7 separate regions of the Mus musculus genome follow, and all the other regions are linked to region 1. A link is a contact called in public Hi-C and promoter capture Hi-C data. All regions are on one chromosome and are shown on one strand. The core of a region is the stretch at or near the end of the contact, and the rest is flanking DNA. Distances in the headings are between cores, read along the strand shown.

Region 1 (3,722 bases), core at 340-2,839:
CGCCGCCCCGCTCGTAGGAGCTGTGGCGGCTGTAGCTGGGCGAGCGGCGCCGGCTATAGGGGCTCGGGGAGCGCGGCAGCCGCCGGGAATAAGGACTGCTGCCACCTCCCGCCGGACTGGGGGACTTGCGGCTCCGAAGGCTCTGCGAGGCCCTGTGGGACACCGGGCTTTCGTCCCGGCCTCCCAGCGGGCTCAGGGACCGCTGCCGCCGCCTGTAGGCCTTCGGCTCGCTCTTGTCCTCCCGGTAGGCCTTGGGCGGCTCCTTGTAGGCCGAGGGCGGTTCCTTGGACGACTTAGTCCGGCTGCGGTGGGCCTTGAGGTCCCGGTCCTTGCGGCTGCTACTGCTGCTGGACGTAGCCGACGCGCTCTTGCGGCGGCCGCCGCTGCTGCTGCTGCTGCCGCTCTTGGCGGCCTCCGCCCGCTCCTCGCCGCTGTGTCCGTGGCGGCTGCGGGCCTTTGAGGCCTCGCTGCCGCTGCGCGTCCCGTCCCGCCGCCGGTGCTCGCGGTGGCGCTCCTTGCTGCGGCCGCTGCTGCTGCGGCGGTCCCGGCGCGGCCTGCGCTCCGACCCCTCCGCGCGCCTCTGCGTGCCGGAGGAGGAGGCCGGACTCCCGCCGTTGCCCCCCGTTCCCCCGGCAGCCGTCGCCGCCGTTGCCGCGCTGGCGCCCCCCAGCAGCAGCCCCTGCTCGGACTGGGAGCTCACATCCTCGTACTCCACCAGCGGGGTCACACCCCCGCCGCTACTGGCACCGCCACCGCCGTCCTGCTGCGGCTGGGGCAGCGAGAAGACCCGGCGCTTCTCCGCCTCCTGCCCGGCGCGGGGCCCGCGGCGCCGCTTCTGCCGCCCTCCGGGGCGCCTCTTGCCTCTCGCCAGCCGCTTGACCTCCAGAGGAGGGCCCGGGCTGAAGCAAGAGGAGGAGGCCGCGGCGGCGGCGGCTGCGGCGGCGGCCGCGCCGGGGGCAGCCAGGAAGAGCAGAGGCGGCGGGGGCGGCGGCGGTTGCAGGAGCTGCGGCTGCAGGAGCGGCAACAGCAGCGGCGGCTGCTGAGGGGACAGGAATCGCCTCCGCTTGCGGCGCTCCTCCAACTTCTTCTCGGCCCAGCTCAGGCCCCCGCCTCCCCCCAGCGCCGTGTCCGAGCTACTCGGCATCGCCTAGAGCCCGCCGCAGAGTGCGGCGCGGGTGCGGCCTCCTCCGGGGTCAGACCCTGGCCATGTCCCCCGCCGGGAAGGGGGACGGCAGCCGCGGCGGAGGGGTAGCGAGCAGCAGGGCCGGCCGGGAGTCGCGCCACGATAATCCGGGTCGGGACGCGCGTCCCCGGTTCCAGTCGCGGTGTGTGCGCAGCGGCGTCAGGGCCTGGCGCGGGAGGATCCTATCCTCGGCGGAAAGCCGGCCGTGCCGGGCGGCGGCGGTGGCGGCGGCGGCGGCGGCCTCGGGCTCCGGCGGCGCAACGCGGAAGTGCCACCGCGGGCCGCGCTTCACTCCATCGTCCTGACGTCGGGGGCGAGCTCGCGGGAGGGCAGTGGGCGCGACCACAGCACGCCTCCGTCGCCGGCCGGCCGCGGCGCGTCCACGTCGTCCTGTGGCGGCGGCGGCGACACCCCGCGGCGCTCGGACGGGCCTGGGCCTGGCGCCCCGAGGGCACTGCGCGCAGCTTCCGGAGCGGGGGCGCGGCTCGCTGTCCTCCGCCCCTCCACGCGGGCTCCGCGCGCGCCGCTCGCCCCTCCCTGCCCTCCGCGTTCTCCCTGCGGGACGGCGACGCGACTGGCTGGCCGAGCCCTCGCCGCGCACCACCCACTCGCCGCGTTCCTCAAGACTTTTGCCCCTAAACCCAACGCTAGGTCGGCGGCGCGCACGCTCGTCACGTTCGGGGACGCCGATGGAGAGAGCGAGCGCGGGCGAGGGGAGGTGCTGCGTGCTCGCGCCCGCCGGGACCCTGGCCGTCACCGGAAGTGACGCGAGGAGCCACTCCACTTCCGGCAGGGGTGGGACGGAGGAGCAGGGTTAAAGAAAGGAGAGGAGGCGTGGGCTGCGCTGTGCTGTCGCTGGAGGCCTTCCCTCCGGCGCCACTCATGGCGCTTGTTGCTCGCCTCCAGTGAAAAGGTCACGGCAGGACCCGGGAGAACCTTGACGACTACCTTTTCCCCAGCCACGGGATCGGAACATCTGTGAGAGCAGACTCCCCACAGAGGGCGAATGTGACGTTAGCTTGACTAGACTCACGTACGCCCAAGTTCAAGGACCCATCGTAACCTAAAAATATACTTGGTGTTCATAGCTTCGAGCTTCCGCGACACTGACGTTTCGGAACCTTTAAAAAGCCTTACACAGGGCTGGAGAGGTGGCTCAGAGGTTAAGAACACTCACTGCTCTTCCAGAGGTCCTGAGTTCAATTCCCAGCAACAGTATGGTGGCTCACAACCAGCTGTAATGGGGATCCCTCTTCTGATGTGTCACATACATGAAATAAGTAAATCTCTTTATAAAGCAAAAGCATTAAGTAAATCTGAAAGATGAGTCAAAATATCAAGGAGGACTACTAAAAATCCCAGGAACCTTAAAAACATTTTGTAGTAGTGGAAGCTGCCCTCTTTGTACTTTCACCTGTAATTATATCTAACTAAAGCTATGAGCTGTCAGCTACATAATGCCCTCATCTCTTGCCTTAAGATTGCCCTTCAGTTAGAGGCTAGGTATTCGGGGTAATTAGATTAAAATCTAAAAGGCTTATTGGTCATTAATACTGGAAAGAAGATAAACATTGCTCAGTGGGTACATGTAATTACCCCTTAACAAATTTATTCAGATCATCAGCTGGCTTTTAGTTCTTAAATACTTAGTAATCAAGTTGACCTCAGCATCATCTCACAAACTGATGGAAGCTCAGACTTTGAAGTTTACAAAAGATACTTGCTAGAAGATAGGTTTGAATAGCTACTTCTGACAAAGACAGGCCTGAGTGGAACACCCAGTGGAACCTTCTACACAGAAGGGGGCAAAGCAAAGATACTGGGAAACGAAATTTCAGAAGTATGTTACCTAAAGCAAATTTCTTCTTGACATCATTGTTAACTCGGAGTACTAAGGAGGAGAGCTTTTCAGAAAAATATCAACCTGTCCCATTATGCTGCTTTTCAAAGCCTGATGCAATGGCATATGTCTATTCCCAATACAATGGAGGTTAAAACAGGTCAAGGACGATGGTGAGTTCTGGCCTATCAGAACTCTACATAATAACACCCTCTCCCCCATCCCATCTTGCCAAGAAAAAAACAGAAATAAGGCTGGAATAGAAAAGAAGAGGCAAATAGATGTTTGTATAATAGTTCCTCTAGCATAAGCTACTCACTGCACTTAGGAATGTCATCTGTTCTTGTCCGTACAAAAAACACTTGGTCCATAGTGAATGTATAGTGGTTACTCCAGGCTGCGAGTAGAAAACTTAAGAAAATATCTTAATAAGATTCTGCCATCTTTCCTCAAGCTCACTTGCTTGGAAATGCTTTTAGTAGGATTCAAACTCCAAAGTAATGGAAATTATCTTTAAATTTGATGTTTCTATAAGAATATCTGCTACCTTCATCGAAAGAGATTTTTAAATTGCCACTTGGAACTGGGGTTTTGGGTTTTTTTTTTTTTCAGTTTGCTGTTAGTGTGCTTTTCATGTAATTATGTTTGTCTGTATTACCTTGTGGTTTTAAAAATATTTTTTCTTTGTTTATCTGACAG
Region 2 (3,722 bases), core at 681-3,180, 4.2 Mb before region 1:
GGCTTTTCTCAGACATGTTCTGACTGTCATGTGTATTCTTTGGTGGTGAACATGGGGGTTCCAGTGTTTTTTTCTGTCACTGATTGTAAATCTCTCCACCCTCTCTTCTGCTACAGGATCAAGCTGTAGACTATTTGATTATTAATTGTATTATTTGGGAAGACCTTGAAAACTGCCAAATGATACCAAATATATCAATAGCTTTGACTTTCCCCCCCATGCCTCTGTTATCTCAAAGGCCCGCCACAGTTGTGGCTGGAAGAAGAGGAAGGGTGGCCCCTAAGCTGTCAAAATGCCTACAGCAGCATCATTTTGTCAGTCTTAGGTTTAGTTGGACTGTAGTGAGGATCAGATATCCTTTTGTTTAACTTGTGGTTCCCACACTCAGAAGAGGTTGGTATATTAAAGTGTATAACATTAATAGTCATGAGAAAACCAAAGCTGGGCACAAGTTAAAATGGCAAAGACAAATTTTATCCAGGACTAGCATAACAAAAAGAACCCAGGTACATAGTTGGCCTCTGATTTAAACACACTAGGGATACCTGGGGATTTATAGTCAAGAAACGTGGAGCTCATGGTTGATACCAACATAGGTGAATGTTGGTAGCATCAACCTCACAAGATTCATGCTGAAGGCAGGCCAGCATGAATAGATACCAAAGGTGGGGACTGAGAGATTTTGTAGATAGGGAGGGTGTGATTGTGTATGTGTGGGTTCTTGCTAAACTGCCTTGGCGATTGCTAAACCTAGAGTTTACAAAGATGTGCACACATAGCACATGGGCCAAGGAGAAGGTTCAAAGTCTGACTAAAGTTTGCTTTAAGCAAGGATCTTTGTCACATTGCCCACTGTATGCTAGCATATTTGAACAGGGCTAGGTAGGGTATCATACCTGGACCCAGAATTTTTGCAAGTTTCTCTCTTTCTGTTTGACAGAAATATAAGTTCAGGCCCCAATGCTATCTTGAGGATAGCCCTGCTTCCATCTTGGTGAACCTTTCCGTTTTTTGTCTTTTGTTTTGTTTTTTTTTTTTTTTTTTAATCCTGTGACCTCCAACAGAAAATAGGACAACAGTTTATTGCACATACTGTCCATGAAAAAACAAAACAAAACAAAACAAAACAAAAACCAAAAGAAAGTTTATTCTGAGGCAACTTTGAGTGAATAGTGCTTAGTAACAGAGATTCGGGTTTCCCAGAATTACATGTTCTACTGTGAAAGAGGTTTACACGCAGTCTTATAGCCATAGAACAAAAGACCATAAATCAATACATTTGCCAAATATAGCGGAAAGGACATCGGGGAGGTAGGCTACAGCATAGCAGGAAAATCTCCAGCTGATGATACTCTTCTTTTGAGCACTGCTGAAAAGCCAGTCGTTGGCTAAGTTTAACAATACATTCCAAACTTTTTACATAACAGGCACAAAGATCTTAGGTCAGCTACAAAGGTTGGTAATAAGCAGTTTTTTTAAAGAACCTAAAGATAGTCCAAGATAATCTTGGTTACTGATCATCATCTCTCCGTAATGGTAAAGTTCTAGACAGTCAGTCACTTTGTACAGTCTTCAACAAAGATGTAATTTTCCCAGTAAACGTGAGTTTACAGTAGAAAGAAGACACTAGGCTTGCGCTTTTAGGGGCTGAATCGCCTGGGATGGACGAAGCTTTATGCGGCCGGGAGGGGTGGAGTTCAGAGAAGCTGCACAGGGCCCTCCTCGCTGCATTTGTCCCGCCTTCTTCCTCTCATTGGCTGAGATTCTCCACGCATCACGTCGGCGACCCCAGCGTGCCCTCCCGGTGGGGCGGGACTTTAGGCGCTCGAGGCGGGGACGGTGCGCACGCGCAGAGGAGCGGGTCTGGGTCTGGGCGGGGGAGGAAGGGGGTGGTGTTCCCGGTTTCCCGGGTTACCTGAGGGGGCGGGGGTGAGAGCTCACGCTGGCCTGGCAGCCTTGGTGAGTCGGGATTCTCCTGCACCGGCGGGCGAGAGCGCGCGGCGGACCACAGAGCGGAGGTAAAGACCGCAGCGGGCTCCTTTAGAGGGTCAGGGTCTCGACCTCAGCGGGGCATGGCGGGAAGGTGGCGGGCCGCCCGGGCGGGGTCGTGCCGCGCTAAGGGAACGGGGTGGTGCCCGGAGCTCGGCCCGGCCGGGGTTCGCTTGCCTTCTGAGCTCTGCACAGTTGCTGATTGAGGCGGACCCGGGCCCCGAGGGCTGTGGCGGCGGCGCGGACCCCATAGTAACTTTACTTACCGGCCGGCTGGTGCGGCGGACGGTGTCCTCAGGGGGCGCTTCACCTCGGGAAGCGCTTGTCCCGGACCGCCGCTACCCTCAGCCTGCCCGGTCCTTCCCAGCAGGTGACAGCGGGAGCTGACAGGTTCAGGGCGTCTCACTTCGCGCCGCGGGTCCATCTGTCATTCCCCACCCTGGTGCTTCGGAGTCCTTGCTGTCCCTTCCCTGCCCGTGACACCTGCTGCGGGACTCTGCAAACAACCCTTCGTGGTTCGCGCGCACCTCTGGAGCGGTGGCTGAGATGCTAATATAATAGGGACGTGACCCAGGGAGATTTCCTCTGCCACCGGAGGCCAAGGGTTCATGATGGAGGGTTGGAGCTCAGGGAGTCAAGAAAAGTGTCCTCATCCAATCCTCAGAGGGATAAACAAAACAGCAAAACATCCTTGATGGAGAGAGAGAGAGAGAGAGAGAGAGAGAGACAGAGACAGAGACAGAGACAGAGACAGAGACAGACAGACACAGCTCTTGCTTGGTAGTTGATGGTGTGAGAAAAAAATTTTAAGGTGTTGACTCGTGTAGAACACACATTTGTGTTGAATTCTGGCCAGTATTTCCTTAAGGATCAAATTCATTGTGCATTTTCTCCAGGGTTTGTTTAACAGGTTGATATGGCACATTAATTTGAGCTTTTTCTTCCTGAAAGGCATTTGGCTGGTCTGCCTTTACTTTTAACTTCCACACCTAGTAACCTTATACTAATAAAGATGTTGGCTCTTAGCTTTTATTATGTAGCTGATTGGTAGGGGATATCTGTATTTACAGAGCATTGCAAGTAACTTTTCTGCTGCTCGTTGCTGTCATCCACGTTGACACTAACACATACAGATATTGAGAGACTTTGGAAGATAGAGGACGTAAGGGGGAGATGAGTTTCTGTTATTTAGTTTCCATTAAAATACTTCCCAGACAATAAATTGCATATAGAGCATATGCATTTAGTAAAGATGTTTAAGTACCTATTGTGGACCAGACACGTTTTATAAACAGATAAATACCCCCTTTCTTGGGTCATACATATTCTGGAAGAACCTCAGACAATAAGTAAGAAGAATATGTCCTTGTCAGATGATGTTAAAGGACTTAGAGAAAAAGCAGGGAGAAGACAGAGCCAGAAACGGGCTGCAATTTGATTAGAGGTAGTTAGGAAAGGCCTTCTGGAAAAAAAATTTGATAACCGGAAGGAAGTAAGGGGTGATCCATGCTCTTTTCTGAGGGAAGGATATGCAGTGAGAAAGCCACTTGCAAAAGCCCTGAGGCAATAGTGTGGAGACTGGAGTCAGAAGAGAGCTGAGAGGCGGGTCTGGCCGTGTTGGAGCCAGTTAAGTAAGAGTCGTAGAGTACCAACAGATTAAAAGGGTGAGAGATCAGATTGTGAAAGGCTTTATAAGCCTCTGTAGGGAGAGGAGACCTCTTTTTGATTACAAG
Region 3 (3,722 bases), core at 342-2,841, 3.9 Mb before region 1:
AATAACAAATACACGAGTCCCCTCCCCTTTTTGTACAGGTTGGGCATCAACCCAAGACTGCCCATTGGTAGGTAAGGCCCTACCATTCAGCTTCATCACCGCTCAAACAAGTTTCTTCTCATGGGAACAAATTTGACCACGTGAGTTATTTTATTAAGTACATAATAAAACAGTACAGTAGAACACAGCTTTTACCTGATTAAACTAAATTAAAAAATTGAAATTAAAAACATTGCAAAAATAGCCAAAGAAAAAGCTATCTTAAGGGGCTGAAGAGATGGCCCAATGGTTAAGAGATCTGGCTGCTCTTCCTGAGCACCCAATTTCAGTTCCCAGTACCTACAGGGTGGCTCACAAACACGGGGAAACTCCAGCTCCAGGGGATGGGATAGACGCCCCCCCCCCCAGCCTGCACATGCGTACACACACAAATGAAAAAAAAAATCAAATAAAATCTTTTTAAAAAAGTCAATCTTAACAGTGTCAGGTTGAGGATATAGCTCAGTTGGTAGAGGGCTTGCCTAGTAAGGATTAAGCCCTGGGTTCCATCCCAAAGCACCACTTGTGGAGATGAAGACAGAAAGATCAAGAGTTCAAGGCCATCCTCTGCAGAATAGTTTCCTGTTAACTACGTGAGACACTGGGGGCGTCTGTGTGTGTGTGTGTTACTACAATTGCTTTTTTAATACAAAACCGCTACTCAGTGGCAATATGGTGCTGAGCCTGAGAGGTGGCTCCAGTGAAGTCCGCTCGTTTCCTAACGCTGGTTGGAGATGGATCTTTTGCAAACCCAGCCCTCACACATTTGGTCACCTCAACTTGGTGGGAACTTTTCAAAGTCATCTGGCAGCTGAAGCTCTCATTTCTGTGCTTCCCGACAGTTACCCTAGTGAGGAGCGCGTGCGCACCCAGGCAGCCTCCAGATCCGGGCTTCTCCTCTGTCCTCGCTTTCCATAGCAAGCCCCGGTGTTTCTCGTCCTCCTCACCCGCCGTTGCTTACTAGAGGGAAGCAGGAAACTCCCTGCTACTCGGCGCTCAGGCTCCCCGCTGCGCTTCTTATGGGATAGGTCAGGGGAGCACACTATTATTTCGTTGAGCGCTGAGGTGCCATACAAACCTGCCCCGACTGGGCAACTGCTCCTCGAGGTCATGCGCCCTGCAGCAATGTCCACAGCGGAGGGGGTCGTACAGCAACTTGAGCAGTTAACGTGCAGGTTCCCCGTGTGCGGTACCCGCCTTTACTACAGGGGAACCCTAGCAAGAAGGTGGATGCGCATGCTCAGTGTGCCGCTAAGGCACCGCGGCCGGATGAGAGACGCGCATGCTTCGTGTGTGCACTTCGCCTCCAGCGTTGCGTAGCAGCACGCATAGCTCTCTGGGAAACGTAGTTTCTCGGGCTTACAATCTCAGGCACGCCTCCCTCCTGGGCTCAGCGAGGGACTACCGCTCCCGCCCTTCCGGCAGACAGGAGCGTGCAGGGACGCGGACTGAAGGGCTGGGCGAGAGCGAGGAGGGCTGAACGGGTGGGAAGGCCACGCACGCGGGGGCGTGGCCTTGGCCGGGAAGCGGCCGCCGCTCGTGGTGCGGATCTAAGGAGAGAGCGGCGGAGACAACGCCAGGCGTGGGCGCGAACACTCCTGGTGGCACTCGGTGTTCTTAGGTCCCCTCGCTATTGGCCGGGACGCGGGAGAGCGCGGCGGGGGCGCGAGGTGGGAGCGGCCAATGCGAAACTGGCTGGTGCTGCTGTGCCCTTGCGTGCTCGGGGCCGCGCTGCACCTCTGGCACCTCTGGCTCCGTTCCCCGCCGGACCCCCACAACACCGGGCCCAGCGCGGCAGGTGAGGTGAGGGGCTGAGTCGCTGCGCTCGTGGGAGGCCGCGGGGGATGGCTGAAGGGGCACAGGGAGGGCTCGGACGTCCCAGAACGGACGGAACAAGCGAGTCTTTCTTTAGTGTCGGGCGAACCCAACTGTTCGTTTCTTATCAGCGTGTGCTCAGCGGCCCGCGTCGTGGTCGAGGGAGGGCCCTGGTCACAACTTGGGGCGCTTCTCTCCGAGGTGGGGTGGGGGAGCGAGCTTGCCGGTGCTGACGGTGTTGGCTTTGCGTGTCAGGACTCACTTTGCAGCGAGGAGGGACGGACTGTACTTTGTGGTCTCTGATCATGAGGTGAGTCAGGAAAAGACCTAGACGTGAACTAGGGTTCAGCTGTGAGTGGAGTCGCCCCTGTATTCTGCTTGGATAGCTTGCTAATTAAGGAGCCTAAGAATACCGGATTCTTCTTTAACTTCGCGTACATTTGTTCCCAAACTTCATCCATCGTGGGAATGAAATCTTTGTTCTCATTCGCCTTACAATCTGAAGGTGCGTTTGCCCACAGTGCGTATCCAGTGTTGTCCTGCCACCCTCAACACTACTTTCTTGTCTCCTGTGTGTCATTTTCAAGTTTTTCCCGGAATGCTTATATATGTCGAGAACTCTATAGCCATTTTAAAGATAGGGTAATGCTTTAATTTTTAACTACGTTAGGATTTATCTTACCATTTCATATCCAAACAGCTGTTTTCTTTTCAGAAAGTTTTAAAACAGTTCTTCACAGCCATCACAGAACCAAGTCTTATACCTTATTTAGCAATCCTCAAAACTCCGACTGTTACCAGATTACACTGGGGTTATTTTAGTAGTGATCTCTTTTCCTATTAGACAACCACCATTTTTTTGGAAAGGCTATTTGTGTGACTGAAAAGAATGACTTCCAAGTGGTATAATGAAAGTACATTATATGCGTATTTAGCTTGTGAGACTTTTACAAACTAGTTAAAAAAGGGCCGTACATACAAAATGCTTGGCCACCTAACATCTGTTGGGGTTGTGCTCTCTCTCACTCAAAGATGAGTGAGTTGCTGGAATCTACACGCAGAGCCCACTGTAGAATATATGTGACCTTAACATTAACAGTCTTTTAGCGTTCAACACAATAAACCTTGCCTTTGAGCTTGTGTTTAAGTAAGACTGCAAACAACTTTTGGATTTGGAACAGATTTTTTTCCTGATGTCTTAGTGCTTATCCATTTAGGATAGACTGGATTAAGCAAGCAAACTGTAGGAAGACTTAGGGTTATATGGGGTCATACTAGTTGTAAAAATTACTTTTGTGTTGATATCAAAGCTTTGTCAGATAATCAGTAGGATGTTTTAATTAGACAGATTCCTATCCCACTCTCCTCCCCTGGTACTTCAAAAACAAAAGCAGAAGTATTTTGATTGCAAAAAGTTCCCACAGGTCTTTTTCCTATTTTGCTGTTGAAATATTTAAAACATTTGGGCATTTTTACTTTCTGACCACATACATTAAGCCTAAAATCTGAGATTTTACTAAATATCTTTCTCTTGAAATAACACTTTAAGATTTATTTTGGCTTCTTTTCTGCTACTCTGTCTGGATTCCCATTTAAGCCACAATAGTACTTGTTTACATTTGTGTGTCTGTGTTTATGTGCATGCGTGTGCACTTGAGTGCACAATTGGTACAGCATGGAGCTTTTGCAAACGTTGCAGGACAACTTGTGAGTCAGTTCTCTCCTTCCACCACATGGGTTCTGATTTTGTGATGTTCAGAGTTTGATTATCAGACTTAGCAAGCCCTTTGACCTGATAAATCATTTCATTAGTACAATAACTTTTTGAAAAGGAAATTTATCTTGCCTGAATATTAGAAAAGCCCTCT
Region 4 (3,722 bases), core at 706-3,205, 3.8 Mb before region 1:
TGAACCCACACACCTATGGTCACTTGATCTTTGACAAAGGAGCTAAAACCATTCAGTGGGAAAAAGACAGCATTTTCAACAAATGCTGCTGGTTCAATTAGTGGTTGACATGTAGAAGAATGCAAATTGATCTATTCTTACCTCCCTGTACAAAGCTCAAGTCCAAGTGGATCAAGGACCTTCATATAAAACCAGATAAACTTAATCTAGTAGAAGAGAAAGTGGGAAAGAGCCTCGAACACATGGGCACAGGGGAAATTTTCCTGAACAGAACACCAATGACTCAAGCTCTAAGATCAACAATTAACAAAAGTGACCTCATAAAACCGAAAAGCTTCTGAAGGCAAAGGACACTGCCATCAGGACACAACGGCAACCTACATATCAGGAAAAGATCTTTATCAATCCTATATCTGATAGAAGGCTAATATCTAATATATACAAGGAACTCAAGAAGTTAGACTCCAGAGAACCAAATAACCCTATTAGAAATGGGGTACAGAGCTAAAGAAAGAATTCTCAATTGAGGAATCCTGAATGCCCAGGAAGCGCCTAAAGAAATGTTCAACATCCTTAGTCATAGGGAAATCAAATCAAAATGACCCTGAGATTCCACCTCACACCAGTCAGAATGGCTAAGATCAAAAACTCAGGTGACAGCAGATGTGGAGAAAGAGGAACACACATTTTCATTGTTTGTGAGACTGCAAGTTGGTACAACCACTCTGGAAATCAGTCTAGAGGTTTGTAAGAAAATTGGACATAGTACTATTTGAGGACCCAGTTATACTACTCCTGGGCATATACACAAAAGATGCTCCAACATATAACAAGGACACATGCTCCACTCTGTTCATTGCAGCCTTATTTATAATAGCCAGAAGCTGGAAAGAACTCAGATGTCCTTCAACAGAGAAACTGATACAGAAAATGAGGTACATTTACACAATGGGGTACTACTCAGCTATTAAAACAATGACTTCATGAAATTCTTAGGCAAGTGAATGAACTAGAAAATATCCTGAGTGAGATAAGTCAGTCACTAAGGTGGATGGCAAGAAGTGTGCAGACTGTAGCCTGATATAGCTGTTTCTAGAGAGGCGCTTCCAGAGCCTAACAAATACAGAGGCAGCTGCTAGCAGCCAACCATTGAACTGAGCACAAGATCCCTAACGGAGGAGTTAGAGAAAAAAAGACTGATGGAGCTGAAGGGGTTTGCAACGCACAGGAAGAACAATATCAACCAACCAGACCCTGCAGAGCTCCCAGGAACTAAACCATCAACCAAAGAGTACACATGAAGGGACTCATGGTTCCAGCCCCATATGTAGCAAAGGATGGCCTTGTTGAACATCAATGGGAGGTGAGGTCCTTGGCCCTGTGAAGGCTCGATGCCCCAGTGTAGGCGACTGCCAGGGCGGCGAGGTGGGAGTGGACGGGTGGGTGGGGAGCACCCTCAAAGAAGCAGGGGAAGGAAGGATGAAATAGAGGGATTCCGGAGGGGAAACCGGGAAAGGGGATAACATTTTAAATGTAAATAAAATATCCCCCTCAAAAAAAGGGAAAAAAATCTGAATACTCCTCTCTGCCCTCCCACCACCCTCCACCGCTGTCCACCAGAAACGTCAAAAGGAAGAGATGGCAGCATCACTTGAGACCCACGCCCAGATGTTAACGGGGGAGGGGTGGGGAGGATCCAGAAGGCGCTTGGCGCAGGCGCACTAGCCTTCCGCTGGGTCAGCCCACAATGGGGCCCAGCCGACCGGAGAAGTCTCGGAGCAGAAAGCACACACTCAGGCAACCCAGCCCCATTGGGCAGCTCGCCACCTCAGCTCCACGACCTTACGAAGCTCACCTTCCCTCTGCCGGTCTGTCAGCACCCAGAGACCCTCACGCAATCAGCGACGAAGCTTTCGGCTCTAGGCGGAAGTATCTGGAGACCGGAAGTCCCACCTCCGCAGAGGAAGTGATGAAAACCACTTTAGCCCTTCCAAACGCGAACCCTATTGTCGCGAAGTGCTGGTAAGGTAGACACCGGAACTGCAACCCCGAAGGACTGTGGGACCAGTCGATTTTGCGTACTGTAGTTGATTCAAGACGCGAACTAAAAGTTCATAGCTGGGCGTGATGGCTCATGGCAATTACAATCAGCACTGGGAAGGTCGAGGCAAGAGAGATGGGAGGAGCGGAGGGGGGTTCATATCTAAAAAACAAAAATGTTTCATGCTTATGGGCACTAAATCACCGTAGGGAGTTCATAGTTACATAGAAAGGTGTAGTGTTGATCCCTCCAGAACTGGAAAGAAAAAGTTAACCAGCTAAGGCATGAGGGAGAACAAGAGTAAACGCAATGTTTTAAGTAAGTCACCACTTTAAACAAGACGTTCCTATGAATCGAGTGTTTTGGTTTATTTTTAGATGTTAAAAAGCCAGTAACTATTTCATTGAAAACAAATTTAAGATGCTATGTATATAAGCATATCGCAATGTGACCCCTCATATTGCTATACCTGAAGCTGGCAAAAACTTACTTGGAAGAGCTCCGGCTTTGCTGGATCCAAGTCAGTTTGACCAGACAGCACCACGAAAACAGTAATAAAAGAGTGCTGTAATTCAATCCAAGAGGAATTGCACAACTCTGCTGGGAGACATAATTAATTATAAATCTGTTTTATTGCACAGCAGTGAACGAGAACCCTGTAGTGAATCTGTTGTCAGTGGTTAATGAAAGATGAAATAAGCTGCCAGAACCTTTCCTGTTTGAAACCGTCTCAGTAGTCATAGAACATGACTCACTCTTGCCTGGAGGGGCTAAGCTACTATTGTCATTTGGCAAGTCTCCAATAGAAACACAGACCTTCAGATGGGAGCGTTTTTCAAGGACAACATTTCATGAAGGTGCTGCTGCTGATTGTTTTGAGACAAAGTCTCACGTATCCTAGGCTGGCCTCAAAACTTGCCAAAGTCAAGCTGGGCGTGGTGACGCCCACCTTTAATCCCAGCACTCGGGAGGGAGAGGCAGGCGGATTTCTGTCACCTAACTACCAAAGTCAAGATTGGTCTTAATTCCTTAATATCCTGCCTCCATCTACCAAGTGCTAAAATCACAGGCTTGGCCCACCATGCCAATATCTCCACATTTATTGTAACTTCATGCTTTTCAAGGAAGTGTTGATACAAAACACATGCTAGAAAAGAGATAGGCTATTCTGAACCAAATTTAAGTGATCTTGGCCCAGAAACGTTTACTGAGTTTACCCTGAATGACTTACTGTAGAAGAGATCATTTGAATTTTTATACTTTTACACAAGAACACATTCCTCTATATCTCCCAAGTTCTCCCTACCTTCTACTTCCCGTGATTATTTTGTTCCCCCTTCTAAGTTGGACTGAAGCATCCTTACTTTGGCTGGCCTTCTTCTCGAGCTTCATATAGTCTGTGAGGAGGAATATTGCTAGCTTTGCATGTGTGAGTCTTTAGGTTTTATCCTTAGAACTGTCAAGAATGATGATGGTGGTGATGAAGAGGAGGAGGAAGAGGAAAGATACCTACTATTGACCCTTGGCATGACAGGCACATACATGCATACTCACATACAGAGGTACCCATACAAATAAGTACACAGAAGAACATTCTAGTAGCTTGAGGTATGGGCAGGTGCAAGGGGCTATTGCCAGAGCCAGAGCTGCTGGTTAAGCCTGATCAAGATGACAACCTCCC
Region 5 (3,722 bases), core at 418-2,917, 3.7 Mb before region 1:
TTTTCCCACTTTCAAAATGAAAAGCTCGTAGCAATTTGTTCAAAGAGTAGATTAGTATTTATGCAAACAGATTGTTTCCACTGTAGAAATGCAATTGTAGCTGCCTCTCTAATTGTCCTCTATATACTTTTTTCTTGAGACAGGGTCTATGTGGCCTAAGCTAGCCTGGAACTCATACTGTAGATCAGGCTGGTCTTAGCACTTGTCACCACCACAATGCTAAGCATTTCCTCTTCTTTTGGGTGCGTTATCATTTTAGCAATTCAAGTTAGGAATCCAAGATATCCTATTGTTCACTGGGCCATTGGACCAGATAAAAACTGTTTTTAATTTTTTTTTTTTTCCTTTTTTGAAGACAGGGTCATCCTGTTTCAGTCTCCAGGGTACTGGATCAAAATTCCTACCTCACCTCTCTGGGCCTCAGTTCTTCCTACTGGGAAGTCTTTTTCCTGAAACAGGTTTCCTTTCCTTTAGGGACTTCCCTTAGTAACTCTGGCTGGCTTCTTGAGTCAAGCTTAGTTCTCACACTCTCAGGAAAACCTTTCTATACCTCTCGAAGCCAAAGGTCCTCCTATCAGGTTTCATTTTGACTAGACTTCCGTTCAGGAAGTTATACATCCCCTCTTTCCACATGAGGACTTCTAACATCTCAGAGGGTGAACTCTGAGCATCAAACATTCATACAATATTGAAAATTTCATGCAAAGTATCTCTCTCTCTTTTTAAAATAGGCCGGCTCTGGCTTGAGACTAGCGACACAGATATGGGTCACCGAGCTCAGCTGTTAGGCGCATAGCAAGAACCTTTGACTCCAAGCCCCGGGGGGCGATGGCTCTGAAGGAAAAGAAAGGGCTCCACACAGGCATAGCTGTAATAAGCTCGCAGGCGGGCTTCTTCCCTGCGCTGCACCGGTGGCCCTTCCACTCTTTCCGAGCTCCTCTGCCTCCCCTCATCCCAGCACCCGGCCGGCAGTCACTCCGAGCCGGGTCAGCATCCGGGTCCTCTCTCCCTCCTTACTGCTTCCTCCTCCGTACCGCCCCCTCCCCCGCTCCCCATCCGGGTCCCCCCTGCCACCGCGCTGTTGCTCACGGTTCCACGATGATCTCAGACTTGAAGCCGCCGCCGGTACGAGACTAGCAGTGCCCACATCGACTTCTCAATTTATTGTTCTGACTGCGGCTCTTCAAGAGGCTTCCTTGGAGCCCTCCCACTATTTCACACAGAAATCTCTGCCCTCCTCAGCGGCCAGCGACGCCGCAGCACTCAGTGCAAGAAAATACGCCATCCCTATCACACTGCGCAGGCGTCGTATGCCACCTCCCCTCTGCCTCATGGCCGCGCCTCCTTCCCCTCCCCTCTCTCGTCGAACGCAGGCAAGTGGGCATTGCGGTCTTGGTAGTTCTAATGTCCGTCAGTTTACCGATTGGCCTAGAAGACTGGACTACAATTCCCAGAAAGTATTGAGGGATAACTTTCTGTTTCCATAGAACTGGTGGGTAAATGGCGTCGTTGTTTGCATCGCTCAAACCAATAGAAACTTGGAAGAGGCGGGCTCCAAAGAATCCTACCCAATCCTAGGTCGTCTGAGAGGCATCCGGGAAAGAGGTAGGGGAGGGGCAAAGGGCCGAGGGGAGGGGAGAAGGGGCAGGGGGGCCAGAGAGGGGGGAAAGCGATGTTTGCCCGTCAGTCGAGTCCGGAGTGAGGAGCTCGGGCGCTGGAGCGGAGGGAGAGTCTCGAGCCGCAGTTTGCCGCCGCGACGGCCACCGCCTGGACTTCTGCCCGGAGGGAGCCGCTGAAGGTCGGCCGCCGTGTTCCTCTGGAGGGCTGTGAGACCGGGGCCCGGACCTCCGTCCGAGAGGGATTTTTTTGTCGCCCCCCTCCCCCCGCGAGGGAGCCGGAGCGGCCGCCAAACAAAGGTACCAGTCGCCGCCACGGGAGGAGGAGGAGTCGGAGCCGGAGTCCCGGCCGCCGGCGGACCCGCAGCTCCTTCGCTCTCTCTCCCCACAGGCCTGCTGGTGTTGGGGGTGGGGGGAGGCGGATCAGGGGGCTCTGGCCGCAGGGCTCAGACCTCGTCTGTGCCCGAGGTAGGGACATTCTTTTCTATGGGGGAAGCTCCGGGCCGGGCCGCGCATCGGGGCAGATGGCAACGGGGCTGAGTCGGCGCTCGCAGCGGGGCCTCGGCCTCCTGGGACCCCCGCCCCCCGCCGCGCCGAGCCGGAGCCGCCCTACCCGGGCCGCACCGTGGGCCCGGCGGCCTCGGGCCGCCGTGCTGGGAGCTGGATGTCCTCGGTGCCCGGTCCCGGCTCCCACTTGTGGGCCTTGGCTCGGGCGGGACGCGGGCGGACGCTGTGGGGCCGAGCCTCCGCAGCCCAAGGGCCCGCCGGTTCACCGAGGGCTCAGTCCGGGGGCTCCGGGCATCGCGGTTCCGTAGGCTTGGACGGTCGCAGCCGCGCTTCAGGCCGCGCCGGACCCTGGGCTTGTTGTGAGTTTTCTTCTGACAGAAATGGCGTCATCGTGGAGGACGGGGGAAAAGTCCGTGGAGTCGCGACAATGGGGCGGCGGGCGGTGGGGGCGGTAGGGGCGGTGGGATGGCGCGTGCCTGCTCGGGGCTCCTGGCCCCGCTCGGTGCCGCCCCCGCCCCTACGGCCTGGGGCGGGGGTGGTGGTGGTGCCGGTGGTGCTGACCCGGTGTCTTTGTTTCCCCTCCAGGTGCAGGTGAAGCTGGTGTCGCCGTGGGGATCGCGGCCCCAGAGTCACCATGAAGGTAAGGCGTCACTTAGCCAGTTTGAGTGGCTTTCGAATTCAGGAAGTGTCGGGGCTGTAGCAGGCCTGCGAGTTTTGCAGAGGCAGGTGTGTGTGTGTGTGTGTGTGTGTGTGTGTGTGGAGTGGCTCGGTGTGGAGCTTTCCCTGACAGGGTCAGCTGGAGCGAACATCCACAGGCTGTGTGTTTCGAAGTTATGGAGTCAGTTAGGAGATAACCTCACCCAAGCTGTTCAGGTTTCCCAAACAGAACAGCACCTTTTGCATGGAGCCGAAGGAACAACTGCACACATTAAAGCGTCTTAAATCGTAAAACGGAAAGCTGGTCTAGTAACCTGAATATTGAAACTGTAGTGGGTCTCTCTCTCTGTTCAATGATGAAAGGAAATGTCATTTGATTATGTGACCGGGACCGTAAATTTTAAGCAGAAAGCAAAATACTGAAGATGTTTAAAGCAGTTTGGTGCTCCTTCCCTAAAGAAACCCGAGTTGGCCTGCTGTGCCTTGTATTTCTAGGGACTTAGGTTTCTGTATGGTTTCTTTTTCTCACTGTTGGTGTACTGATCTTGGAGTTGACTCTTTTAAGATATGTTGTGTGTAATGGGCAGGTTGTACTGAAGTAAACATGTTGACCACAGAATAGCTTCTAAGAAATGTGTCTAAGAAGTAGTCTGTGTATTGATGGAATAAATCACAGCTGTTTTAGTTTTTTTTTTTTTTTCATATTGGTATGAAAAGCTTTAGGTATCTGAAAATATCTAGATTTAACTGTTGGAACTTTGATACTGGAAAATTTTTCTTTAAAATCTACTACAAATTCAGATATGCTTGGAAAGCGTGTGTATTGAAGTGTTAGAATGTAAATGACATCTACTTTTGACAGTTCTTTTGGGATTCTTTTTTTTTTTTAATTTAATTAATTTTTTTTTAAATTTTAATTAATCCAGTGAGGATTGCTTTTGT
Region 6 (3,722 bases), core at 316-2,815, 3.6 Mb after region 1:
TGGTTCCTTATATATCCCACTCTTACAGGGAAAACCCTTTAACCTTTTTCTTATTGATTAGTCACAGCTCATGTCACAGTCAACAAGCCAACAGAGCTGCTCCACCTGTGCGTCCCTTGCTTAGTCAATCTCCACAGACACCACACTAAGAACGACCTCACACTACAGACGAAACTTGAAGAGTTGAAGAATTTATGATTTTACACAGGTTTCCAAGCTGATCTTCAGGGGTTTGTTTTTTTTTTTTTTGGTTTTGCCCCCCCCCCCTCCAGACCCCTTCCCCCATACACACACAGGGTTTCTCTGTGTAGCTCTGTTTGTCCGACAATTTGCCCTGTAGATCAGGTTGGCCTTGAACTCAGAGATCTGACTGCTTCTGCCTTCCAAACCTGGGATTAAAGACGTGAACCACCAACGGTGGACTGAACTTACCTTTGGTCCTTTTTTAAATCTACAGACCCCCGAATTATGAATTTATTTTTTCCTTCTCTCTCTTGTGTGTGTACATCTGATCCAGAAGCAAAAGCTGTGGGATCCACCTGGCCACAACTACAACAGTCAGTCTTCACTTCCTGCCAGATTTCCTGCCAGTTTTCCTTTTCCCCAAGGCTCTCACTCCCTAGCCCACAATGGGCAATTCTCCCAAGTGCTAGGATTATAGAAATTAGTCACTATGCTCAGATGCAGGTTTTTAATTGCACCCAACTTTGGTTTGCAACCCATTCTTGATTTCATTTCTGCTCATCCTCTAATCTATGCACATTATGGGTGTCCAATTACAAGACCTGTCTGAGTATGTCCTTCTATCACCCAAGACCAAGTTCCTCACACAACCAAATGGCCACTTTGTTCACTTACTTATCCTCTGTGGCAATCTTATTCACTGCGCTCGAAATACCCTGGTGCCCTCGTTAATCCCTAAATAAGACAGACAAGCTCCAGCTTTAGGGCCTCTGTATTCGCTGTTCTCTCACGTATGCCTTTTAAAGCCGCCTCTGTCTACCCATCTATTTCGGATTATCTACTCAAATATTCTATTTACTTACAGTGGTAACTACTTAAACATGCAGAAGCCATGTGTGGCAGCTCCAGCTTATGAGCTCAGAGCTCGGAGATAGAAGGATAAACAGGAGTTCAAATTAAGAGTATACGCCGCCAAATGATGAGGCCAACACGGGCTTCACGAAACGCTCTTAAAACCAAACAACAACAAACAAAAAAAGGGGGAAAAATCCCTCACAACAAAATAAAGCAACAGAACCCAGGAGTGCTGGCAATCTCAGCCATCAGAAAGCTGAAGTAGGAGATACGCTGGAGCTTGCAGTCAGCTTGAGCTGCGCAACAGCAGGAAACCGCCTCACCAACTACGTCCTGAGCTCCCTCCCTCTCCCATGCCCCGCAGCTTCCGTCACGCACCAGCTTCTGGTCCTCCCAGCTCCGAGGTGTGGAGAGTTTCTGTGTATCAACCAGACCCTCCGCTCGAGAGTCCCAAGTTTGCGGGTTCTCTCTCCGCTGGAACCCGATCACCGTACGTCCCCCTCGCCCTGGTCGCAGGGTCAGTCACACGTCTCTCAAAATCTGCGTTCCAGCCCAGTAGTTTCCGGCTCCGCTCTAGGACGATGGGAGGACCAGGACTCAACTCGGTGGTGTCCTGACTGGGTCTAAGTTGAAAGATTTCATTTACATAAATCAGACCATTTCGTTTGACTGTTTTCACACAGAGATGTCATCTCTATCACTAGAATAACAAAGCTCGGGCTGTAATCACAGCCACCAGCAAACAGACACAGCAATTGAATCTTTAGGTTGGGCTTTAGGCAAAAGCTGGCATGATCATGTAGGTTGGATTCTAGAGAACCAAAGTTAATTATTAGTGCTCAAGTTTATTCTTCATTCCCCACCCTTTTGCCACCAAGTTCCAAAGACTCCTATCTGTGCCTTCTTTATTTGGTTGCCTGAGTGTAGGGTTTAGAATTTAGAATTCAATGATATTTGAAGAGAAGTGGGGTAAAGATATGCCGATTTTCTTTCTAAAGTTTCTATGTTATTGTTGTTGTTGCTGCTGCTGCTGCTGAAAAAAAAAGTGGAAAAAAAAAAGTGAAGTTCACTTTGTTATTTTAAGCTTATCTTGTTTGACTTCGAACGAAGGCACTCAACAGAGCTTAGTCTGGTTAATGTATAGTGGTGTCAGTTATATGCTTTGCAGTCTGCTAAGCCAATGGTGTGTAAAGCTAACTCAGAACAAACATGTCAGAACAAACACAGCTTTAAGATGTTTTGTGTGCAGATTAACTCAGAGCAAACAAATCATCTGTTTAAGTCCTTCCTATAGTGTCTAACACAAAGTCCCCTACCACCCTTCCCTCCCCTATAATCCCCCTTGTTAGCCATTTACTTTGATAAATAGGCCACAGTTTGAGGTTCACCTCCAATCATTTGAGTGAGAACTCACATTAGGACTCCATCCTTTCCATGTTGACTGAAAAGACTTTTGCAAGCCCCAAATTCCCATGGTAGGAGCAGATGTCAAATCCCCTTTTAAAGGTTCCAAACCCATAACTATTTCTGGGTCCATTCAAAATTTCATAAAGGGGCTTAGCCATAGAGTCAAAAATTGGGACCAAATTCTACAGTAGCCTGTCATACCCAGGAATATGTTAAATTGCCTGAGAATTGCAAATTTTTGTTCCCCGTTTGTCTAACTGTTAGTCACTGCTTTCCAAGCAGACTCTTCTTTCCAGGCTAGAGGAGGAAACCCAGTAATTCCTCAGCCCGCTGACAGATTTGGGCCCTGCAGGCTAACAGTCCTGGTAAATGGTTTAAAGTCTCCTAGTTCCCAGTTACCTGCAAGTCTTTGACATCCTACTGCAACATGTCACCTTTCAATAGTTGGGCTTTTAAATCTTAACCCAGAGAGATGGTCCAGATGTTAAGAGCCCTTGCTGCTCTTCTAGAGAACCCAGTTCACAGCGGTTAGGCTCTCGGCTTATAATATCCTACAACTCCAGCTATAGGGCATCCAGGGGTTCTTCTGACCTTGTGCAGCAGCAGCAGCAACAACAACAACAACACACACACACACGTACACACACACACTTTAGAAAGAAAATTGGCACATCTTGGTCCTTCTTCTCTCCAAAGATAATTGAATTCTACATTCTAAGCCCCATCCTCAGGCCATCCAATCCTGCAAAGTCCTAGCATCTGTATAATTTAGAGTTGTAAACTGTTAAGTCTGATTCCAGCCATTCAAAGATGGAAAGGATCCTCCAATACTAGTAATAAAAACCGGAGGAATTCCAGGGAATGTGATTCGTCAGACTGTACTGGCTGAGAAGAGCAGAGTATACAACTAGCAAAATATCAAGATTTGCCTGCAGGTCTTATATAAATGCACGTATGAGACTGGGGCTTCTATATTAGTAGTATTATTGGCAATACATGAGTATATTACCGATAAGTCCTATTTCAGAAAATAACTCATAGAATTATTCAGATACAACTCATAGAATTGTTTCAAGAATTTGCATGGTCTTTATTAGATTTTTGTTGTACTGTCAGAACTATGTGCGGTCCTAGATTTGGGACCCTATTCTAAGGCCGTTGAGGATACAGCTCCAATATCTTTCTAGTTGTTGCTGCCCACGCAGATTTGAGTTTCAGTTGCTTTTGAGTCTGGTGGCTAGAGAAAGGGTCCTGGTACCCTGTTTCCTCCTCTGGCT
Region 7 (3,722 bases), core at 761-3,260, 3.4 Mb after region 1:
TCTCACCACTGCTACGTGCAGTTCTTCAGGTAGATGGTAAGGGGGAGGAGGGCATTTCTAAGCTCTCCAGACAAGGTCAGAGAAGAAGAAGCCCTGCTGACAAAGGGAGTCCACCATTTTGTACCAAGCTCAGTGGTTTTTGGTAATGTCAGATATCAACCTTAGCAGCAGGGTTTCTCTGACAACTATAGTTGATTAAAAAAAAATTCATAGCAGCAATTTCATTCATCTAACTACTGAATCATTTCCAAGTCATTTGCAAACAGATAAGGTATTGCAATAATTTAGGCCAAGGTGGAGGAACAAACACAAAAACTGCGTGGATGGGTCTGAGACGAGCACTTGCCTAGCTTAACGTCCTGGGTTCGAGCTCTAACACTGAAAACACTGGAAATGAGTAGGCAACTCAGCCATAAAGCTCATGACAAGCCTACTAAATTAGTGGAGAAAGAGAAAACAGTTATCGCTTGAGAAAGGAGGGAGCCTGTAGCAATCCTGGAAGGGGGAGCGCTTCCTTTCCCCTACTTCCTCCACCTTGCCCTACTTACCTGGCTTGTCCAGGCCATCTGCCTTGAGGTTAGGAAAGCAGAGACCGCATGAGCCCTGGATGACAAAGCTAAAATCCAGAGCCGCACTGATGACCTAAGAACACATATCTGCCACCTGCATTTTTCATAGTTCTACACCGGCTTGCAAAACTGAATTCTTCCTTCTGGAGTAAGACTGGCACTTTCAATTCCTTTCAACTTCAGTTTTGTAGCAGAGTAGACTACAGTGTAGCCTAGGACAAATATTCTACCATTTACTGGAAGTGTGCTGAGTTGTTTTGAGCCTGGAGTTTCAAAGAGCAGGTGGGGAGAATGGAGGTTTGGATGAGCGAGACTTGTTAAGTACCTCGGATTTCTTGTCCCATAGGGAAGAATCAAGCAGAATCCAGTGAAGTGATGGCCTGGATACAGAAATTCCCTGTTGCTCAAACACAAGGGCAGGCACGGAGTCAATCCCAAAGGAGAGTAGGAAAGGCCATGGCATAAGTGACAGCGCACAGAACTGAAAACCTATTCTGTGATAAGAAACCAGGCTACAAGACCTCCTCCGGTCATCACAGGACTCTCGATTGGGCAGAAACAAGCAAGTTTTAGGTTCTACTCAATGTCATTCGATGTACTGGGTGCTTCATTTAAACTAGCGGATAAAGATCTTTATGCTCAAGCTGTGGTTTGTTTGTTTGTTTGTTTGTTTGTTTAAAAAGGTGTAACTCCTTGATGGGGAAAATTCCTGAAAGCAATAGGGTATGGGAGCTCAAGGAGGGCACTGAACTAGATTGCTGGGAGTAAGAACTTATTAGAAGAGTTATTAACGTCATGGGCAGAAGGACAACACTACAGTGGACAATCAGAATTTTTGGCCCCAGCGCCGCAGGGCCCAGGCTGGAGGTGAGGGGTGGGGGTGGGGGTGGGGGTGGGGGAGTGTTCTGAGAATGAGGCCCACGTGGCAGAATCCGGGTTGTTTCTTCGAGGGTCTCATAGGAACCCACAGCCACGTAGGTTCCTCAGCAGGTGGCAGGGAAGACGAGAGAGAAGTGTGTCGCCAGGCAGCCCTTTGACACGTCGGGTCTGGCTACTCACTTGAGGAAGTGAGACACTGGGCACCTGAGGAGCCTGAGAAGAAGTTAGGGACTCACAAGCGGGCTCTCGGTGGGGTGGCTCCCTAGTAACGGTAGAGCTAGGGAGATGGGGGAGGACTTCATGGTCTGGTCAGCACTCTGGTCGGGATTCGATCGGTCCCCATTTCACACGAGAAGAAAATGAGGCTCGGAACGATAAACCGATTTACTTTAGGGTGGAGATAGAACTGGGCTTCTCCGTTTCTGCCCCTGAGAAAAGTTGCTGATGATTAAACCCTTTTCTAGCGATTGTTAACGCCTGGAGCTGGGTGTGTCACACTGGGAGGGGCCTAGCTGGTCTCCCCGCCCAGCTTTCCGGCATTTATGCAAAGCCATCTTACTTTTAAAGGAGCCGAGGCCTAGCCACTAAGAGGAAACTCAGCAGAAGACTACGGGCCCACAGACGCTTGGAGTGACCCGACGCCACTGCCAGGGGACACTCTGCTCCCACTGCACGCGACAGCCACGACCGACTCCCGGGCTGGGTGCCGGGGACCCAGGACTGTGCAGAGGAAACCCGCTTTCCCGCCCCGAGAGAGCAGAGCGGCGCGGGAAGCCAGGCCCCGCCCCCGGCCCACCTCTTCCGCTCGGCCCTGAGGAGTCTGCGCGGCCGCGGGACCCCTTCCGACGCGGCCACGTTGCCCGGTGAGCCAGCCCGCGGCGCCCGGTTCCCGACTCCCCTCGGCTCGGCTCTCAGCCGGGCTCCGGGGCCCAGGCCTCCTCCCCGTGCTGTCGGTGAGGAGCAGCTGTGCGGGGACGGGTCTGGCCGCCCGAGAGCTCCGCGCGCGTCTGCGATCCCCGCGCCGGAGGCCCCGCCCCGCTCCGGAGCCGAGAAGCGGAGCGAGCGCGCTGAGCTCCGACAGAGCTCGGCTCCGGGCTCATGCCCTGCGGCCCAGCCGGCCCGCGCCATGGCCTCCGGGAGCGTGGCCGAGTGCCTGCAGCAGGAGACCACCTGCCCCGTGTGCCTTCAGTACTTCGTGGAGCCTATGATGCTCGACTGCGGCCACAACATCTGTTGCGCGTGCCTGGCCCGCTGCTGGGGTGCCGCGGAGACTAACGTGTCGTGTCCGCAGTGCCGGGAGACCTTCCCGCAGCGCCACATGCGACCCAACCGGCACCTGGCCAACGTGACCCAGCTGGTGAAGCAGCTGCGCACCGAGCGGCCGTCGGGGCCCGGCGGCGAGATGGGCGTGTGCGAGAAGCACCGGGAGCCTCTGAAGCTGTACTGCGAGCAGGACCAGATGCCCATCTGCGTGGTGTGCGACCGCTCGCGCGAGCACCGCGGCCACAGCGTGCTGCCCCTGGAGGAGGCGGTGGAGGGCTTCAAGGTAGGGCCGGGCCGGCGGACAAAGGGGCGAGCCGGGGGCTTCCTGGTTTGATACCGAGAAAATGGCGAGCCGGACGTGGGGCCCACCGCCGTCATTTCCTCCCTGTCGGCTGCGGAGCCTCCGCACTCAGACTGGGAAGGAGAACCTGTAGCTGGCGAGGCCAGGAGCACCCCCACCCCCACCCCGAGCGCCCCTGCTAACCGCCTCTACGCGTGCCGCGACTGGGACGGCGCGAGGAGACCCTCCCTTGACAAAGGAGATGCACATGGAGCCAAGTACACTTCCATAGGCCTTGAACGCCTCGAACTCGCTCTGACCCAGGATACCAAGCCAGACAGTCACTGTTGGCTGGCTGAATTCACATCGAGCAGTGCCCATCACTTAATCTGTGTCCCCAGCACTTCCCTGTAAACCTGTTTTAGAACTGAATGGAAATGAACAGAGCTTTTTACTGCTTAAGTAAATCATTTAGCCACTCTCAGACTCGGGAGATGGCTTATTGTGAAGGGGAAGTGAACTCACAGGACCTTTGTGGAGTGTTGAATAAACACTGGCACAGCTACACAGTAGTACGAAAACGTTACATATAAAGTAGCTCTGAAGTGATAATGATCTTGAGGGCTGCAGGGATCTATACCAACAGAGTTATATATTTGTTTAAGTGTGAGTTCATCCAAATGTCAGTCACGTTTACAAAGCTGTCACCTGTATCATTTCACTCGCTGGAG

Evidence for each region. Promoter capture Hi-C pulls out the DNA fragments that hold promoters and counts their contacts. Hi-C and Micro-C count contacts between places; a contact is called where the count stands out from the background.
Region 2: a Hi-C map of B cells shows a contact between it and region 1, with 5 read pairs. The contact joins the promoter of Lyst here to the promoter of Cdk13 in region 1. A contact is called at or near these places in 2 of 39 promoter capture datasets (cranial neural crest and pre-B cells) and 2 of 484 Hi-C or Micro-C datasets (B cells and embryonic stem cells).
Region 3: a promoter capture Hi-C map of pre-B cells shows a contact between it and region 1. The contact joins the promoter of B3galnt2 here to the promoter of Cdk13 in region 1. A contact is called at or near these places in 3 of 39 promoter capture datasets (cranial neural crest, maxillary cranial neural crest and pre-B cells) and 1 of 484 Hi-C or Micro-C datasets (CD4 T cells).
Region 4: a contact with region 1 is called in a promoter capture Hi-C map of pre-B cells. The contact joins the promoter of Tbce here to the promoter of Cdk13 in region 1. A contact is called at or near these places in 2 of 39 promoter capture datasets (cranial neural crest and pre-B cells) and 1 of 484 Hi-C or Micro-C datasets (muscle stem cells).
Region 5: a promoter capture Hi-C map of pre-B cells shows a contact between it and region 1. The contact joins the promoter of Arid4b here to the promoter of Cdk13 in region 1. A contact is called at or near these places in 3 of 39 promoter capture datasets (cranial neural crest, maxillary cranial neural crest and pre-B cells) and 3 of 484 Hi-C or Micro-C datasets (B cells, CD4 T cells and muscle stem cells).
Region 6: a contact with region 1 is called in a promoter capture Hi-C map of pre-B cells. The contact joins the promoter of Zscan26 here to the promoter of Cdk13 in region 1. A contact is called at or near these places in 2 of 39 promoter capture datasets (cranial neural crest and pre-B cells).
Region 7: a contact with region 1 is called in a promoter capture Hi-C map of pre-B cells. The contact joins the promoter of Trim27 here to the promoter of Cdk13 in region 1. A contact is called at or near these places in 2 of 39 promoter capture datasets (cranial neural crest and pre-B cells) and 1 of 484 Hi-C or Micro-C datasets (adipose-derived mesenchymal stem cells).

The regions. Positions count from the first base shown.
Region 1 is chr13:17,803,508-17,807,229 of GRCm38.p6, forward strand. Cdk13 (cyclin-dependent kinase 13) reads right to left here and starts at 1,590. Exons shown (of 14, transcript NM_027118.1): 1 at 1-1,590. The coding sequence starts at 1,144.
Region 2 is chr13:13,588,479-13,592,200 of GRCm38.p6, forward strand. It overlaps Lyst (lysosomal trafficking regulator), which reads left to right and starts at 1,931. Exons shown (of 53, transcript NM_010748.2): 1 at 1,931-2,018. It overlaps Gm30836 (a long non-coding RNA gene), which reads right to left and starts at 2,723. Exons shown (of 2, transcript XR_382086.4): 1 at 2,256-2,723.
Region 3 is chr13:13,953,083-13,956,804 of GRCm38.p6, forward strand. It overlaps B3galnt2 (UDP-GalNAc:betaGlcNAc beta 1,3-galactosaminyltransferase, polypeptide 2), which reads left to right and starts at 1,592. Exons shown (of 12, transcript NM_178640.3): 1 at 1,592-1,837. The coding sequence starts at 1,723.
Region 4 is chr13:14,037,683-14,041,404 of GRCm38.p6, forward strand. It overlaps Tbce (tubulin-specific chaperone E), which reads right to left and starts at 1,956. Exons shown (of 17, transcript NM_178337.3): 1 at 1,856-1,956.
Region 5 is chr13:14,062,117-14,065,838 of GRCm38.p6, forward strand. It overlaps Arid4b (AT rich interactive domain 4B (RBP1-like)), which reads left to right and starts at 1,668. Exons shown (of 24, transcript NM_194262.2): 1 at 1,668-1,916; 2 at 2,709-2,763. The coding sequence starts at 2,758. Ggps1 (geranylgeranyl diphosphate synthase 1) reads right to left here and starts at 1,372. Exons shown (of 4, transcript NM_010282.3): 1 at 1,090-1,372.
Region 6 is chr13:21,452,162-21,455,883 of GRCm38.p6, forward strand. It overlaps Zscan26 (zinc finger and SCAN domain containing 26), which reads right to left and starts at 1,566. Exons shown (of 6, transcript NM_001347491.1): 1 at 1,417-1,566.
Region 7 is chr13:21,177,921-21,181,642 of GRCm38.p6, forward strand. Trim27 (tripartite motif-containing 27) reads left to right here and starts at 2,011. Exons shown (of 8, transcript NM_009054.3): 1 at 2,011-2,994. The coding sequence starts at 2,575.